Regions from separate parts of the Sus scrofa genome. Here region 1 is linked to region 2. Evidence: chromatin contacts called from public Hi-C data. All regions are on one chromosome and are shown on one strand. Each heading gives the region's core, a stretch centred on a gene start, on an enhancer-like site or on the middle of the called end of the contact. The rest is flanking DNA. Distances are from core to core; before and after follow the strand shown.

Region 1 (4,710 bases), core at 1,794-4,293, 500 kb after region 2:
CATGGACAGACAGGAGGGCGTGTTAAGGACAGGAGTTTAGGATGGGTCTCCGGAGTCGGGAAGTATCTCCTCCAAGGCCCCCTCCCACTTTGTTCCAGACTCCTCATTTTTGCTCTCATATCCTTCAGTTTAGGACAGTTTGGCTCTTTTGACCCAACAAAGTATACAACTATCTATCTAGGCTTTCAAAGACTTAAAATTTCCAGCCAAAGGCAGATAGAGTTACTCTTAGCAAAACATATTTCCTTCTATTTTCCGTGTTCTTCAACTTAAGTTTTGCCTTTCTCACTGGATTTCACCGAAATCTTCCAGAAACTGTAATCACAGACCTGATAGTTTTTATGAAATTGCTCAAGCTCAGGCTCAATGAAGCATGGAGTTTGTATCTCCAGAAACATCAGGCGTCCACCTGAATCAGTTGATTTCCTGACATATAAAGGAAATGTCCACATCTCCTCTTGAGACAAAGATATTCTCTCTGCCCATAACTTCATCTTGACACAGACAAGCCTGTATTTTAGGAGCCACCAGGTGTAACATTCTATTTCCAAGTACTAATTTCTGTATTATTTAGGTTTTTTTAAAGACATGAATGACAGAAACTCAGTTCAAATGACTTGCACAGAAAAGGCTTTGGGCTGAATCCAGATATTCAGTGAGGGTTTTCTCTATCTACTGCTTCTCATCACGATTTTATTGACTGGCAAGGTACCCCTCAGTCATGGCGAAATAGCCTCATGTGTGTCACCCAGATTAGCAGCTTTGGGGAAAAAAAAAAATTCTCTTTTCCAGTGATTCTAGAAGTCTCCTGACATTTCCTAGGTGTATTAGTTCGCTACAGCTGCTCTAACAAATTTCCACAAACTGAACAGCTCTGAGCAACATAAATTCAATTTTTTGCCCACAGTTTAGGAGGCTGGAAGTCCAAAGCCAAGGTGTTGGCAGGGCCATGCTCCCTCTGAAGGTCTAGGAAAGAATCCTTCTTTGCTTCCACTTACAATTCTTGGTGTTCTTTTGCTCATGGCAACATGACTCTAAGCTCTGCATCTGAGATCAGATGGCCTTCTTCCCTGTTCTGCATCCAAATGTTTTTCTATTCTTTCAAGAACACTAGTTATTCAGTGAGGGTCCACTCTAACCCATCTTAACTTGGTTATTTCTGTAAAGACCCTATATCCAAATAAGATCATATTTTGAGGTTCTAGGCGGGTGTGAAGTTTTGTGCAAACACTATTCAACCCCATACATGGGGTGTCACCAAGCTCTTTCTCTGCCTAGAGCCTTTGCACCACCTGCAAAGTAACTGAGATTCTTTGATTCTATCAGTACTTTTTAAATCTCACCTCCTCAGAGAGGAGTATGTCTACCTGGATTTTTTGTATTTCTCACAACATGTAATTATTTGTTTACTTTCACCTTCAGAAGAATACAATCTCCCTGGGATTGCAGAGTCCATGCCTGTTTCACTTATTTATCTTAGCATCTGGCATTATCCTTGACACATGGTAGAATTAAGAAATAAATCAATGGATGAGTGATTAGAAGGAGGAATGGGTGCATGGATGGAATGAGTGACTGTAAACAATGGACATTTTCTATTTAATTATACTCGTTTAATATTTTGCTTTTTGCTCTAATGATTATTATATTTGTATGCTTATCTGTTTATATCTGAGTTAATATCTACAGAAAATATTGAGGGCCTTTGATGGGGCAATGTCTAGGAGAAAAAAATGAGAACACCTGGATTCAAAACTTGCTCCCAGAAGCTTATAATTTAAGATAGAAGAAACAGATATTTTAGAAAGAAAATAATAATCACCTTTAGGAGTTTTATCTTAATGGTTGCATTAACTCAACATAATCAAAAAACTGCAACGTTTTAGGTTCATATATAGTTTACATTCTTCTAAAGTTTACACTGAGTAGCAATAAACAAGGCTTTATTAAAGGGTCTGGCACATAAAAAACATTCAATAACTACTAGTGGGATAAATTAGGGAATGGTTTGTAAAGAGGCAGAAGAACCCAACCATTATCTCTAAGAAACAGGCACAGTTTTTGCAGAGCTGAAACTGGCAGAAATCATTAATACCTATAGTGTTCATGAAAGTCTTTCCCAGCAGAATTCCTGGTTGGACTGACTTGTGTGTGGCAAAGTTTGTCTTGCTGTTTGAAAATTTGCGAGAAAGAATCTCCAAATGATAACCAGCTTAGCTGGATGCCTCTCTATTTAATTTGGGAAGACTCCATGATCCCTTTCAGAGAAGGATTGATTGGATTTTTCGTTAATTAAATCCTCCATCTAAGCACGAAAAAGCTCAGGAGTAAACTGAGGATACCATGTGAAAAACAGCATGTTTCACATATATGGGCTGGATTGCAATGGGGCACTTTAAATATATATATTCTTGTCCTCCCCTGGATAGGAGAGTGAAATTTGACTTTTCTGACATAGTACTAAACATGTCTGCTGACAGTCTGAGCCATGGTGTTGGCAGTTGTCTTGGCAAAATGCCTGAGGCTGTGTTACTAATTTATCAGCATTGCCATGCGTATCTGAGCTGGCTTTCTATAATTTTCTTGCTCTCATTCTCTTGGACCCTTAACTGCATTCTCCATATTAGGAGTTAACAGCACTTCTTCCTTTCACGGCACCTGCCATTAGATGAATAATTGTATTCATCCCTGTCCAGGAACCCTTTGAAAATTCCTTTGTTGATCAGCCACACAGCTGTATCCTGAACCTCCGCTGTCAGAGGCCCTTGGAAACGGCTCTCCTAACTCCTTATTGTCCAGCCCGGGACACCGCTCCCCTTGCCTGTGTGCTCCTTGCAAATAACGTCGTCTTGCGTTTCTGACATGATCCTGGACAGTCAAGCTGGTGCTTTTCTTCTCCTGGAGATGAAGGAGCGGGAGTGATTAGTCCTCCTCTCCCTCCCCCCCTCCCCATGTGCTCAGATCTGGGAGCTGCTCTGAGCCTAGACCTGCCTACACGCGTCACAGGCGCTGTCAATTAGGGGAACAGACGTCAATTGGGAGAACCGACAAGCAGGCAGGGCCCTGGCGCTGAACTGTGTCATGTGCCGACTCTGGTTTACACAGAATGAGAGTGGGGCAGTGAGGATCTCTCTGACTCATGGAGTGTTCTTTTTGAAGAGGGCTTTGTGATGTTTGACAGAGGAAGGAAGGAATTCGGACAAAACAAGGGAAGGAAGAATTTGTTATTTCTTGCCACCAGCCAAGTCTCTGGTTCCGGTTCCCAAGAATATAACTTTAATGTATAAGACACATACAAACCTAATTATATATCATTTAAAATTTGATCGGGAGCAACACCATGTCTTTGGAGTCAAGTTCTCTCTTTTGAGCTTACAAAAATAGGAACATGAGAAAAAAAAAAAAAGAGAGAATCATAGTGGATCCCCTACTGCAAATTCCATCACTGATATGTGTGGTTAACACCAATATGGGTGTTGAGTAAACCTAATGCATTATATCTTCTTTAAAAAAATTATGTCTGCTGCATATACATACCATGCTACAATAAGGAGCATGTTTGGATCTTCAGCAAAATGTAAGTAGGATAGTGGTGGGGAAGCGAAAAAAAAATAAAATACAAATTGAGACACAAAAATGAATAAGTTTGGAGAATAATAACAGCTTACACATAAAGCAAATTAATGCCAGATTAATTCAATTATTCATGAAAAGCTATGTGTTATTCTCCTTTATTCAGATAAAATTAAAAGGGATATATTTAATAGAAAACAAAACACAAACTTGGCACATAGATGTGCACATGATAGAAGTTCTTCCATTAATTCAGTAGTAAAGAATTCTAAGGTTCAATTAAACTTTTAGATAATGTGATACCACTTCAGTACACAAATGGCCATGTAAAAGAAACTTGGATTATATAGTAAAATAAATTGTTCTGTGTACTCTTAAAGGTATAAGTTATTTGGAGTACAAGGGAGTCTTCAAATATTAACCCTTAATAAAATGCCAAAACCATCTTTTAAAAGGTAAATAGAAGAAATAAGGTAAATACAACCTGGAAATATTATGGCAATGCTGTTGTCCAGAAAGTTTAAAACCTAGAACCATGCTTCACTGTGTCACCTGCAAATAAGCTAAGGCACAAAGCTTTACATTAAAAAGATGTTAGGAGTTCCCGTCATCGTGGCTCAGTGGTTAACGAATCCCACTAGGAACCATGAGGTTTGCAGGTTCGATCCCTGGCCTCGCTCAGTGGGTTAAGGATCTGGCGTTGCCATGAGCTGTGGTGTAGGTCGCAGATGCAGCTCGGATCCTGTGTCGCGGTGGCTGTGGTGTAGGCCAGTGGCTACAGCTCTGATTAGATCCTTAGCCTGGGAACCTCCATATGCTGTGGGTGTGGCCCTAAAAAAGACAAAATAATAATAATAATAATAAAAGATGTGAGAAACCTGAAATCATGCTGAAAGGATCTTTTCCTGTTTTTTTCATCCAAAAGTAAAAATGTCCCCACTGAAGCTCACCATGGAGAAAAGTATCTGTAAGGGATAATATTTCAGTTGTGCTGACCCTTATTTTCTTAACGTGATAGTTTGCATGTCACTACAAGGCTTTCTGGCATGAACACTTTTAAGTTCTGAACAATTAGCTTCAAGAACAAAAGCATGAAGTGGTGCACAAGTTCTCCACCAGTCAGCTTCAACTGACGAT
Region 2 (5,006 bases), core at 300-2,799:
CCTCTCCCTTCTGCCGGGACGTGCTTTCATATTTTGTGGACTAAAACCCTAAAGACCAGTTCGGTCTCTATTATGATTAGAACATGAAAAGTGGTGGTTGAAAAAATAAATAAAAAGAAAGCCCTGGCTTGAAGCCATTGTTCAGAATTTAAGAGCTCCTTGCCCCAAGTGTCTTAGCCGTCTTTCATAGCTAATTATAATAACTGTCAGATGTCTGGAGAGTGGCTGGTGTCCTTGTCAGTGGAGTCAGCAAAGTTTGCCTTTTATTTTTCTTGGGAACGGATCGAATCTGATTAGACTCAAGAGCGAAAAGAAGTGAAGTAAGTACATATGTGTGTGCCTTCATTTTTTTCTTCCGAACAAAGCAGCGTGCCGGAGCACTGTTCCAAGGTGCAGCCTCCTGCAGCTCCTCTTGGAATGCCTGACTTTTATTTTTCATTCTTTATCTTTAACCAAATCAAGCATGCAACAATTGTTTTGGAAACCTTTTCCTGCCAGCTGAACACCCTTCTGTACACACATAAAAGAGGAGCACCAAAAAAACCACATCTTCACATATTGGATGCTTATGACATAAAACTATTGGAACCAGTACCCTGGATGGAAAGAAATGTATACTTACAATTTCAAAACGCTTATTTGTGCTCGTTCCTGGTCCCTGGAGGCACAGCAGCGGCTCTGGCTGGACGGTCTCTGATGCAGGTGCAGAATCCCTGATTCCAGGAAGGAGGGAGAGAGCAAAGTGTTTTCCCAAAGTCCCTCGGAACTCAGGCACTTGTGCCCAGGCATTCCTTGCTCCTGTGAAAGCCGTACTATCTGCAGTTCTGAATTGAACTAAATTACAGCCCATGTGAAAGACAGGGGCAGTGAGTCACGTGGGAGATACACAGCTATCCTATTGGCCACTGAGACACAGCTTAGGCATTCTGCCTTCTCCTCCATTGGTGAAGAGTTAAAAATGAAAGCACTTGGGTCCTCCTCTCCAGCTTATTTGTCCTTTATGTGTGGAAGAATGACTGTAGGATTTTACAGTGACAGAATTAGTTAGGAGACGGACTGAAGTCATCCTTCACGGAGCCTGGTGGGAGGGGACTGGAAGAGCTCAGCTTTTTCAAGATTTTTTTTTTTTCCCTTTTTATCCCCCTGCCCTGCAGTTTTGTCTGTGATTTGCCTGTCTGCCTGTCAGGGAAATGTGTGTGTGTGTGTGTGTGTGTGTGTGTGTGTGTGTTTCCTCAGTTAACTTTGGAGGTGACAGAAAGTAAATTATCCTCTTATCCCTTTGCCGAACTCGGTCATGTTTGGAAGCACAAAATCAATTTTTCTTCAATGATGAATGTTCAGATTTTATTTTGATGTGGAAAGAAGCCTAATTGCCATTCTAAACAGTCGACGTTGTACATTAGAGATACCCAGAAACAGAATTAACTTTTCTGAGTAGCTCCTACATAGCGGGGAGAATAACCCTGGAAAAGGTTAAAAGGCAACACTATCAAAAAAGCTTCAGTTAAGCAGGGCAGAAGAGGAAGTATACTTTCCATATTGTTCTTTTTTTTTTTTTTTTCTTTTTGGTCATTTTAGGGCCGCACCCAAGCATATGGAGGTTCCCAGGCTAGGGGTCTAATCGGAGCTGTAGCTGCCAGCCTCCACCACAGCCACAGCAACTGGGATCTGAGCCGCGTCTGCGACCTACACCACAGCTCATGGCAAAGCCAGATCCTTAACCCACTGAGCAAGGCCAGAGATCAAACCCGTAACCTCATGGTTCCTAATGGGATTCATTTCTGCTGTGCCATGATGGGAACACCCCCCAATTGTTCTTTAATTTCCCTCTTTTAATAATGAAAAATGACCATAAAAAGGGCAGCCAAAAGGCACTTTTCAGTTGTCACAGCATTGTTTAAGTCACCTGGTTGCTAAAAGTCTCCAGTGCATTTGTGAGGATTTAGAGGTGCAAGTCCCCTAAGGGAACCTCAGACCCTTAGACACCATCGCATCCCGTATTCCCCATGAAACGGTGGCTAAAGGTGAGGGAGGAGGCCTCTGATGGGCAATACCTCTTGATCCATTTACCCTGATCCAGGATCCAGATGTGTAAAAGAAATGAAGGAAACACCCGAGGGAGTAGGACTTGTTTGCTTTTCCTTGCAAACCTCCTAAGAGCCCGTCACTCTGTTTCATGAAATTGTTTAACATGTGACAACTCGTAGGCTAAGTTTCATTACTTTCATTTCCTGGGGACAAAACCGGACTCAGTTGCTTTTACCATCACGGTCCTGCTTGATGTGCACACCCACCTCTGATATTTCTGTCGACTTTTTTTCCCAGGAGGACAGTGGTGCTCCCTTGCAGGCACCTGGCTATTGTATCCGCCAGGGGATGCGCCAAGCACATCCCATCCCATCCTGTCCAGTCCTTTCAGTTATCCTTGGGTTAGCTCTGGTCATCTCCGAGGCAGAGCAGAGGAAAGGAGGCAGATACTCCGTTCCACAAAGTTGGTAGTTGATGGCCCTTGATTCAAACCAACGCTCCTCCACTTTACACACTGCACAGATTTTCATTATGGTGCTGCTGAAGTTTTTTTTTTTTTTTTCCCCTTTCTGATGCAACACATTTGACTATTTCACACATATGGCATTATGTGAAATATTCAAATTTCACTCAGTGGATGCAGAATATCTGCTGTAGTCACATAAGTGTGTTTGGTTCAGACCCACATCATACCATTAAGTGACCCACACGGGACGGTAAATTGGTCTTAGAAGGGCAGTAGACTATATTTGAGTCTGGACCCCCTGAAAGAGCCTTGTGTGGTCATTCAACCAGAGAAGCATCCACATTTATCAAAGGAACAAACTTTCCCAGCACATCGGTCTGGGCCTTGAGGTGTTTCATGGCTGGTCTGGAGCTTGAAATACATCGAACCCTGGGGTAAGTCAAATCCTGGATCCTTTCCTAAATAGTGTCAAAAGTTCCTCATATTAAGAATATCAAGAACCTTATGGACTTTCCTGGATGTGTCCTCCCTGCAACCACAGAAATTAAAGGAAACATCCACTCACACTGCCTATCCTTGTGGGGTCTGTTTGTCAACTTGAGGAGTGTCAGCATCCTTACCTGTGCTCCCTGTCACTCATGGCAGCTAGGCCGGGCTACCTACAGGTGGGTAGGCAGAATTAGACAATCATCTTATTTTTGACCTTGTTCTTTCATTGAGTGGCTCTGAGTTTTCCCTACCTTGCCTTTCCTTCCTGTCATCCAGAACTTTTCTAAGTCCACCTTCTCATACAGCACCCAGGTGACAATATCAAGTTTCTCCACTCTATTGAAAAGATTCCAAGGACGGGGTTATATCTCACTATTTTTTAAGCCCTCCTAATGCCCATCACAGCAAAGATGAGATACACATGTGCTGGTATTTTTTCTTTCTTTTGTCTCCCAATGATCAATTCATGAGCAGCCATCAGCTACGAAATAACTCTGGGACGATAATGTGTGAAAAACAACCACCTTTTAAAATGAAGTTAAAGTAAAGGAGTCAGACACTGGAGGACAAGTGGGGAAATTACTTGGAGACCATGGACTGTCCCCAATATTGGTCCAGATTAATCATGTAGAACAATGGCCCTGACTGCGCCGAAGTTCCCAGCGTTGCCACGTGTTTACTTAACTCCTGTTGGCTGCCATCTATCAACCTTTTCTGTCCTTCTCATTCACGGGGGACCAGGCTTCCGGTTCTCAGATTTCCTCTTTATCACCAGCACCTTGGTTTGGTCCCGTGTTCACAAGGATGGATGCCCAACCCTGTACTATCTCGGTTCACTGACCTCCCCCATCCCGGTGACGGCCGCCTCCACTCCCACCACTGTCACCCACGCCTGCACTGCACAGGCTAGGACAGTTCACCCTGGAGATTGGAAAATGCACCCACATGCTCAGGAACTACCACCGTCAACCCTTCCAACTCAGTCCTGTGCCTCCTGTTCCTTCCTTCTGATCCCTCCAGTTCGTTTGCGTCTCCATCACTACCTTCTCCTTTTCATGCCCTTTCCGTCCATGCTTCTTGCCTGTGACAGCTCATGGTTTAGGACATCAGACAGCATCTGGGCAATATTCCCAACTTTCCTGCCCTGTTTTCCTTCTGACACCCCATCCATCCACCAGAGAAAATTAATCCAACGGATTCTCTCCTCTAGGCTCTTCTGGGCTTCCAAGAGCTGCAAAAGAAGTCTAATGTCGAAAAAAGGGGCTACTATGAACTCAGAGTGTCCAAATTTGCCTCATCACCGAACGCTGCAGGAAAGTTCTTGGCCCATTCATTCTTGCCTTCACCATCCAGAATGCTCTACGACCTTTGCTCTACATGTTGCATGGACATTAACTCCCTTGCCCACTCAGAAATGTTTTCTTCCATGCTTCTGCCTTTCTCAAATCGCCAGCAGCTCTCTGCCTGCTCAGCACTTCATGGTAGTGTTTAAAAGCCCTCAGTTCTCTTCAAGACTTAGAAGCCCCTGCCAATGGTCCCAGGACACCTTCTCTATCCTGTCCTTCCTGAACAAATCTTTTGGAAGACTGAGTGCCACACAGTTTCAACTTTCTTTTTTTTTTTTCTCATTTCCCTGCCTGCTGAAATCTGGCTGTGTCCTCACCATGCTGTATTGATAAGACCACCCATATCTCTGTGTTGCTAAATCCCAGGCTTTTTTTTTTTTTAATTTTTTGCTATTTGGCTTCTTTGAAACATCCATGCAGATGGTCACTCCCTCTTTCTTGAAGTGGTTTCTCTTTTTGGCCTCATGTGCTCCTGGGTTTCTTCCTCCCCTTTTATATCTTTCTTGCCTCTTGTATGCGGTGCGTTTGTATTTTTCAGTCTTTCAGAAGCACTCTTCTCTTCCTCATTCCCCTCTGTGGCTTGGATGACAACCCTGCACAGATGCTTACCATCCTCCCAACTGCAGCCTGGACTTTCTCCCGAGCCCCAGGACTGTAGATCTTGCTGACCGTTTCTC

What was found. A called contact is a pair of places that touch in the nucleus more often than the background predicts.
Region 1: a contact with region 2 is called in a Hi-C map of embryonic fibroblasts, with 2.7 times the contacts expected there. The contact joins the enhancer-like site here to the promoter of LOC110255652 in region 2. A contact is called at or near these places in 3 of 5 promoter capture datasets (fetal liver, fetal skeletal muscle and skeletal muscle), 4 of 47 Hi-C or Micro-C datasets (embryonic fibroblasts, fibroblasts and skeletal muscle) and 1 of 2 datasets of contacts at active chromatin or transcription factors (skeletal muscle).

The regions. Positions count from the first base shown.
Region 1 is chr10:22,274,703-22,279,412 of Sscrofa11.1, forward strand. No RefSeq gene overlaps it. Among named protein-coding and RNA genes, the nearest start is that of TRNAE-UUC, 360 kb to the left of the region's middle. Within about 2 kb of position 3,044, at least 32 of the 83 cell types and tissues checked have an H3K27ac peak or open chromatin away from gene starts, as enhancers often do. A contact at or near this core is called in embryonic fibroblasts and skeletal muscle, where this site is marked.
Region 2 is chr10:21,777,281-21,782,286 of Sscrofa11.1, forward strand. It overlaps LOC110255652, which reads right to left and starts at 1,550. Exons shown (of 5, transcript XR_002336251.1): 1 at 623-1,550.